Linked DNA regions of Sus scrofa: region 2 is linked to region 1. A link is a contact called in public Hi-C data. All regions are on one chromosome and are shown on one strand. The core of a region is the stretch at or near the end of the contact, and the rest is flanking DNA. Distances in the headings are between cores, read along the strand shown.

Evidence for each region. A called contact is a pair of places that touch in the nucleus more often than the background predicts.
Region 2: a Hi-C map of liver shows a contact between it and region 1, with 2.8 times the contacts expected there. The contact joins two enhancer-like sites. A contact is called at or near these places in 1 of 5 promoter capture datasets (liver) and 1 of 47 Hi-C or Micro-C datasets (liver).

The regions. Positions count from the first base shown.
Region 1 is chr14:81,696,153-81,700,206 of Sscrofa11.1, reverse strand. LOC110256808 (a long non-coding RNA gene) reads right to left here. Exons shown (of 2, transcript XR_002338824.1): 2 at 1,147-2,667. ZCCHC24 (zinc finger CCHC domain-containing protein 24) reads left to right here. Exons shown (of 4, transcript XM_021073637.1): 4 at 1-787. Among named protein-coding and RNA genes, the nearest start is that of PPIF, 24 kb to the right of the region's middle. Within about 2 kb of position 2,381, at least 31 of the 83 cell types and tissues checked have an H3K27ac peak or open chromatin away from gene starts, as enhancers often do. A contact at or near this core is called in liver, where this site is marked.
Region 2 is chr14:82,074,806-82,078,859 of Sscrofa11.1, reverse strand. No RefSeq gene overlaps it. Among named protein-coding and RNA genes, the nearest start is that of MBL1, 8.3 kb to the left of the region's middle. Within about 2 kb of position 2,414, at least 9 of the 83 cell types and tissues checked have an H3K27ac peak or open chromatin away from gene starts, as enhancers often do. A contact at or near this core is called in liver, where this site is marked.

The sequences.
Region 1 (4,054 bases), core at 1,132-3,631:
CTCCAGCCTGAGCCCTGTAGCTGCCTCCCTCCAGGCCTGCAGGGGCAGAACGCCCGCCACCAACTGTGAACGTGCTTACCGCCCACTGAAGAATCCCTCTGCCCCCTGCCTGCTCTACTGTGTCAAGGTGAGCCAGAGTCACCCTGGCCCTGGGTTCTCTGTCCCCGAGAAGCTGTCACTGTCAGTCATCCTCGTGTCCCTCTAAAGAGAGCATTCACAGGGGTGGCAGTGTCCTGGTTTCCACTGCGAGGACAAGGCCCCAAGACTTCCAGGGACTTGGCCCCACGGGGAGGACCTGGGCTTCTGGGTGCTTGGGCTGAGGTTGTGCGGGAAGTCCACATCCTAGAAAGAACCCAGGCTCCAGACTCCAGAAGGAATATCACCCCAAAGTGACCTTTGCAGTGGGCTTGTCCAGCTGGCAGTCACTGCCGCTGCCATCTGTGCAGAATCAGCCACTGTGGGGGGGCTGGGCCCTCCTGCCTGGGGCAGCCCTTCCATATTGCCCCCGCCCCATGGCTGAATTTGGGAGCTCTGTGTGGTCAGCAAAAGCCACTGCTGTCCAGGCTGGTGCTGTGAGAATTAAGTGCTCAGAGGGCCCGGGCGTCCAGGAGACAAGAAAGTGTGTGGTTTCAGTATGTTCAAAAGGGACAATCGCTTGCAGTTAGTAGATCTAGCGATCTAGTTGGGAGATAATGGTGTTTACCCCATATGAAGTATTCAATAGTTCTACTTGTGAATTTGTATTTATTTTGAGTTATACTTGACACAGAATTCCTTTTTTTTTTTTTTTAAAGAAAAATACTATGTGTGTATTTTGAAAAGAAAATTCATGGATGTTAAAATTTCTGCATGGTTTCCAATTTTTCTCACAACACTGAATTTGTTACCTTCTCCCGAAAGATCTTCACAGTGATTTTTGTCTGTATATATTTGAGGGCCTTTTTTAAAAAAAAAAGAAGAAAAAGAAAAAGACAAGAAAAATATAATTACTTGATTTTTGAGATTTAAAATAAACAAAAGGAGAGGCATTTTCAAAACTTCAGAGCTTTCAGGAGGGCAGTAGAATATCAAATGAAGATTTCTGGAAGTATTTTTTGCAAACCTTCTGGTTGAGCTGCAAGAAAATATTTATGGTGAGAACTTTTCTCTTTTTCCTGTTTTTTTTTTTTTTGGTTTGATTTTTTACTATGCTTTGGTCTGTAAAAAGTCTGCAACTGAATTACATTAAGGAAATATTGTCTACATAGAATATTATATGAAGTTGGTACATAATTCTGATGAGGAAAAAAAAAATCTTTGCAATTCTTTAAGCCATATTATTGTTATTCTCTCTTGTTTGCCTTGGATGAAAATATCAGTATTAAGTAGTCAGCATATTATTCAAGTGCTTATACTTATTAATATGTTCCTGTCCTGTATTTATACATATGTGTATTTTGGAAAGTATTGCCTTTTTGGAGGGAAGCTATTATTAGATACTTAGTGAAAAAGGGAATGGGAAGCTCTTTGAGCCTCTTCAGCTGAGGATAACACAGCACTATAATCCATTCTCTTGCACCTTCTTATTATTATCTTGTTATTATGGTTATTAATCTTGTGGGGGGGCAGGAGTGAGCTAGGGGAACAGGGGGCATGTGACTGATTAGCCCCTCTATGGTTGGCCAGCTCCAAAGATGGCCTCCTTGGCCTGATCCAGGGCTTCCGGTCAGAACAGCCCAAAGAGGGAAGAGGAAGACAGACTTCACACCGTTCCTTTTGGAGCTTTGCCATCTGAGCCATGTCCCAGGTCCCCATGCTCTTTGAACTTGGATTTGTCCCCCTGCCCTCCACCATCTAATGGACTTGAATCTACTCGAAATGAATATTTAACCCAGCATCACTACATCACAGCCCAGAGCGACAGCTAACCCTGAAATCTGGGAGGCGTCCAGCCTTGGGGAATTCATCGCTCTCTGTTGCCAACCTCACTCGACGTCCTCCACTCGCATGTGGTGACCCTGTCCATGTCTGTATCTGTTAATATGTGTGTGTCCAGCTAGAAAGACAAACAGAACCCGTGGGCCAGCTCGGAGGGTGCGTGGAGGAGGCTCCCGACCGCTCCCGAGGGCCGCCCTCGGGATGGCATTCCGTTGTGTGCCTTATTCCTGGAGAATCTGTATACGGCCTGCCTATAGAAATATAGCCTTTTCATGCTGTATTAAAAGGACTCTTAAAAGCAAGAGAGGCTCCTGGTTTCCTTGTTTACGCAGAGTGTCCGTGGGAGCTAGACGTTTTCACAGACCAGAGGGGCCAAGTAGGGCGGGAGGACTCGGAGCCGCCCTTCTGCTGTCATGAGTCTGGGACGTCCGGTCCTTGCCCTGCCTCCACACCATTGATTTGCCTTCTCCCAGCCCCTCTGTCCCCAAGCAGACACTCTCTCCAGGGTGAACGCCCTCCCCAAGCAGGGCCCCAGACTGGGCGAGATTGTCAGCACATTAGGTCACAGTTAGCTCAGCGATGGGACTCCCGGTGACCATATATAGGAGTGAATCTTCCTCGGAGATGCAGCCTCGGGCCTCGCCACCACAGCTCCCACTCGGATCTCTCGCCAGGATCAGGATTTGGACCTCAGACACTGGGCATCCCACAGTGAGCAAAGTGAAGTGTCCGGGGCCTCCTGGAAAGACCCTGGGAAAGGGGACAGAGGACTCGTCTGAGCAAGGACCCAGGCTGGGCTGTCTCCAGGTGGGGCTCTTGCTGAGGGCCACAGACAGGAAGCCACAGCTCATAAGGCCTGGAGCCACAGCCAAGAAAGTCTGAGGGAGCCACCTGCATATGGAGCCCTGAGGCCCAGGGTCTTCGCACTTGTGGTTCTCAACCTGGCTGCTCACCAGAATCGCCCATGGGAACCGCCTTGGTCTCACCCGGAGATGCTTGAGAAACCAGCCTGGGTGTCCTTAAAGTCCCTGATCAGTCCAGCATGCAAGGCTGAGAAGTATAGGGCTTTGAAATGGTCTCTAGGGTCCTATGGGGCCAGTGGTGATGGCTGTAAGGAGACTGGTGGGTGGTGGGGTGGGGGGGGTGAGGGGTTTCAGCTCGCTGGAGGGACATCCCCTCCCCAGCTCCAGCCAATTGCTGCTATCTAAGAATACACTGTCTGGGGCAGAGGGGGGAGAGGGGGCGGCAAGAGACTAGGAATTCAGGTTGTTATGTGAAATTTTCCAATTTTTAAATTTTGGCAACTAGTTTATTAAGTTTTTTTAAAATTTTTTCTTTTTATGGCCGCACCCACAGCATATGGAAGTTCCTGGGCCTGTGGTTAAATCTGAGCCACAGCTGTGACCCGAGGCACAGCTGCGGCAATGCTGGATCCTTTAACCCACTGTACCAGAGCGGGAATCGAACCCACACCTCCACAATGACCCAAGCCGCTGCAGTCAGGTTCTTAGCCCACTGTGCCATGGCAGGAACTCCTTAAATTTTTAAATAGCCAAACTATCCGCGAGCCGGCCCATGCCTCTAGACAGCAACCTCTGAGATGGAACAGTGAAACTAAGATGTGAGTCCTTGGGGTCAGGGACCATGGGTTGGGGAGAAGTGGGGGACAGGAAGGAACAGAGGCTCCTGACTCCAGAGGCAGGACCTATTAGCTTATTTGGGGTACACAGCAAATCCTGGCAGCCACCATGCCCTTTCCTGCTCATTGGCACAGAGGAAGGATTAATTCACTTCCTGGTGCCTGGCTTCAGGGTGAGTGAAATGGCAGGCAGGACCAGAACTGGCCTGACGCAGGTGGGTGGCACCCCAGCAGGATGGGCAAAGGAGAGAATAATCCCCCATGAGAGCCTCTCCACCTGCAGCCCAGGGAAGGCTGTGCTCCCTGTTACAGGTCTGAGGACATGGAGCCCCGTCTGTCTCAGTGGCCACAACACTGGCTTCCAGATCAGCCCTGCCTCCCCTGGCTGTGTGACCCTGAGCTGCTCCCCCGGCCTCTTTGAGCCAGAGCTTCCAAGGGGATATTACATGGATAAGAAGCCCAGTGACCACAAGGCCCAGCACATGGCTTGGCACCTGG
Region 2 (4,054 bases), core at 1,165-3,664, 380 kb before region 1:
GTTGCCATGAGCTGTGGTGTAGGTCACAGATGCAGCTTGGATCTTGTGTTGCTGTGGCTGTGGTGTGGGCTGGCAGCTAGAGCTCCAATTTGACCCCTAGCCTGGGAACTTCCATATGCTACAAATGCAGCCCTAAAAAGCAAAAAAACAAAACAAAACAAAACAAAAACAAAAAACAACAACAACAGCAAAACCAAAAACCCAGAACAAGAGAATTATTGTCACTCAACATTAAAGTTACATCTGAATTTTCTCATTGCCAGGACAAAAATCAGAAAATGGGCAGGTAACTATTATACCTTTCTTTCTCTTTTATGTGTGTGTGTAGGGGGCAAGGACCATGTGTCCCCAAGATGACTGTCTCCTTTGTTTGTACTGTGCATTAAAGATGGTGTCTCTAGCTGTAAAATTGTAGACAATACAGTCATGTACTTCATAGTAATTGCTTCTCAGTGTGTAATGATTGACCCCTCAGTCAGGGAAGTGCAGTAAAAATCTGCAGACGAGTTCAAATTCTTCCATTTCCCCTTTAGGCTTCTTCTAGTGTCTTCCATGGTGCTCCCTTCCCCCTCCATCCCTCAGTCACTGGAGCCTCATTCTCCTCCTCTGAGAGCTTTCTATGCCCCCACTGAGACCTGACCCTGCTCCCCTACCCATGAGCCGTCCCCACTGAAGATCCCCGCCGGTTCTCTCATCTGTGACCCACCTCACATGCATGAAGACTTCTCCCCAGGCTTTTGGATGGGTGGATAGAACCACTTCTTCCCCTGGTCCAGCACCTGGTCATCTTTCCAGAATTCCTAAATGTATCCCTTGGCCTGTGTTCTTCCCCCTGTCTAGGATTGAGGCAACACCTCCCTGTATTCGCTTCCCAGTTCTTATCAGCAAGCTGTGGGGCCCCATGCAAGTTAGCTCAAGAGGAGGTAGAAGAGGAGTTCCCATCATGGCTCAGCAGTAATGAATCCGACTACTATCCATGAAGACACAGTTTTGATCCCCGGCCTCGCTCATTGGGATAAGGATCTGGTGTTGCCGTGAGCTGGGGTGTAGGTCACAGATACGGCTTGGATCCCACGTTACTGTGGTTGCGGCATAGGCTGGCAGCTATAGCTCCGATTCAACCCCTAGCCTGGGAATTTCCACATGCCATGGGTTCAGCTCTAAAAAGCCAAAAAAAAAAAAAAAAAAAGAGAGAGAGAGAGAGATGGTAGAAGATAATCCATCTAATATAAAGATGCTGGATTCTCAGGAGAGTCCAAAGATAGAAGTTGCTATTCATCCAGGCTTCCCAAGACCTGGACCAAGAGGGAAATTATGGATTCAAGATGACTGTCCAAATCATCTCTCTCAAACTCAAAGGCTGAGGGCAGGTTGTTTCCTTTACTAAGGGACATATGATGATTGACATCTCTTGCCCAGGGGACCTAAGAAGCCAGGTGCTCCGAGGACAGATCTTAGGAGCCTCAGGCTGCACACTCTCCTAGGAACATCAGAAATGGAGACGGGAGCTTCAGGACTCTGAGCAACCTCTTGAGCCCTTTTGTTGGTTCTGATGGAATAGCAGTCTTCACCATGGCATGCTGGCTCCCTGGGCCTCAGTCTCCTTATCTGTAAATTAGTCTGTAAAGGCTTCTCCCTTTTAACACTGGATCAATCAATGATCACACCGAGATTCAGAACTGCAGGGCCCACTTCGGGGGCAAAGCTACAGGATCTGAGAACTATCTTCTCTTTTTGTTACCTGCCAACGTTTTCCAAACTCATTGTGGTCTGAACACTTATCACCAATTTCTCAGGTTCATAGAAACCAGCCTAAGTGCATTAGAATGGCAATTCTAACAGACCTCTCCTCTCAAGATGGGGACTTTGAGTTTAAATTGTGTTTGTAAGCCACACGTATAAGCGGAAGTGTAGATACAATGTGATTGTGATTTGCTTCCTGTACCAGGAGGAAAATAACTACCAAAGCTGACAATATTCAAGGCCCAAGCGCCGACCTGGGTTCTGAATCCTGGTAGGGCAAGGCTTTGCTCCTTCAGGATAATCTTTCTTTGGAGTCTTCCAGCTCTACTGTTTCTTCACTTTTAGCCATGCCCAAGCCAGAGGATAGGTGCTGGGGGTGACAGCTGAAGACCTAGCATTCATATTCTTCCAATTCCCTTTCTGCCCAGGATTAGCCCACCTCCCTTCTCTGTGGCTGTCAGAGATGGGCCAGCACCAGGGGTCACAGTTTGCTCCTTGTTATCAGGGTTGTTTGCTCATTATTGTGTAACTGAACTGTGCTTTACAACCTGCCAGGAATCAGGGATTTTTTTTTTTTTCTCATTAACCAGGAAGGGATCAAATATTATCATGGAGCGTGCGCTGGAGATATTGGGAAATGGACTTTGAAAGCAATGTTGTCCTTATAACCCTGAGTGGCTGGTGGGGAGCTGGGAAGAGAGGAGGAGCTCCCGGGAGGTGGTCCACCTGGAAGGTGTGCCCTCAGCCCTGGCGGCAACTTCTGTGGGGAGGAGACAATGTCCCCAGCTGTGGACCCATGGTTTGTCCAGCCAAATTCAGTTGTCATGCTCAAAAGAAATGAAATGCAAGTAACCATTTATTAGCCAAACAAACACTTGGGCTGGGCCAGCCACCCTCAACCCCAAATCCAGTCTGCCCTGTCCTGACCAGCACAACACTTATACCACTTCAGGCAGCTCTTCAAAGCAGTGACCAGCAGAATTGCCTGGAATGTTCTACAAAATTATAGACTCTCAGCTCCACTCTGGACCAGTGAATCAGAATCTCGGAAATCAGTTAACTTCAGGAGGCCCCAAAGTGACACGGGTGTTTGGCCAGTTTCGGAAACCACAGCTCTCAGAAATACAGTCACCATAGCAGCTTTCTGCCTTCCCCTCACTTTTACAAGAGGGCCCAGAGGCAGTAAGCCAGGCTTCCCCTTTCTTTGCAGGCCCTTCATGAGGTGAACGGGGTCCTGCTTCACTCTCTGTTGTCAGACCCCAAACAATCTCCTTCAGCTGATCATGTCCTGCTGATGAAAAGCAACTGCTGACTAAAATCCTTCCCTGTGCATCTCCAGAGTCTTCCTGTGACCTCGGGGAGTGGGTCTGGGCCTGGAACGGCCCTGTGGAATGTCAGAGAAGGTGAGGCCTGGGCAGGTGAGACTCTTAGTAGGGAATTGTGTGCTCCCAGATTTGGGAGTATTTATATGTATTTTTGTGCACATGTGAGTGTGTGAGTGTCTGTAAGAAAACCAAGAGACCTGGTGCTTAAAATTTGCAACATCCTCTCATGAGGGGCTCAGCCTCTGCCCTCCCGCTAGCCTGTGCCCAGGACGCTCTCTGCACACCCCTCACTGAGGACCACTGGCTCTGGGTGGTTCCAGGGGTTCTGGGCGAGGGGTGTGGGTACTTGGTTATGAACTAAAGGGTCCACAAGTGGCTGTGAGCTGTGCACTGGGACCACCTAAGGCTCAACAGAGATTGTCTGGGGGCTAATGTGATTGCCCTCCCTAGCCAGGTCTTGGATTGTATGTCACCATTATTCCCTGGCTCCAAAGTCCTTATTTGACTACTGAGTCAAGGTTGGCCCAACCCCAGTCACCCTCACAGTGCCCTATTTTCCCTTCTTATTAGCAGTTACAGTCACCTGAAATCATCTTGATCATTTACCTGTTTAAGTTATGTCAATGTAGCAAAGTTAATTAAGAGCCAGACTGCCTGGATTCAAACCCTGGCTCTACCACTATGTAGCTGTGTGACCCTGGGCAAGTCACACACACTCTCGGTGCTTCAGTTCCCTTTTGGTGAAATTGGGATAATAATAGTGCCCACCTCACAGGGTTGTCCTGAGGGTTAAATAAACTGATAAGAGTAAGGCACTAAGTAAAGCACTGGCCTGCAGTAAGTGCCACGTGAGCATTTATTCTAGCTTCTGGTATGATCATTTTAAAACCCTGTAATTCACCTCTGCAGTTCTGGGGCCTAGAAAAGACCCGCATGCACACTCAATATCTGCGAATGAATAAATGAATGAACAGATGAATGGCTAA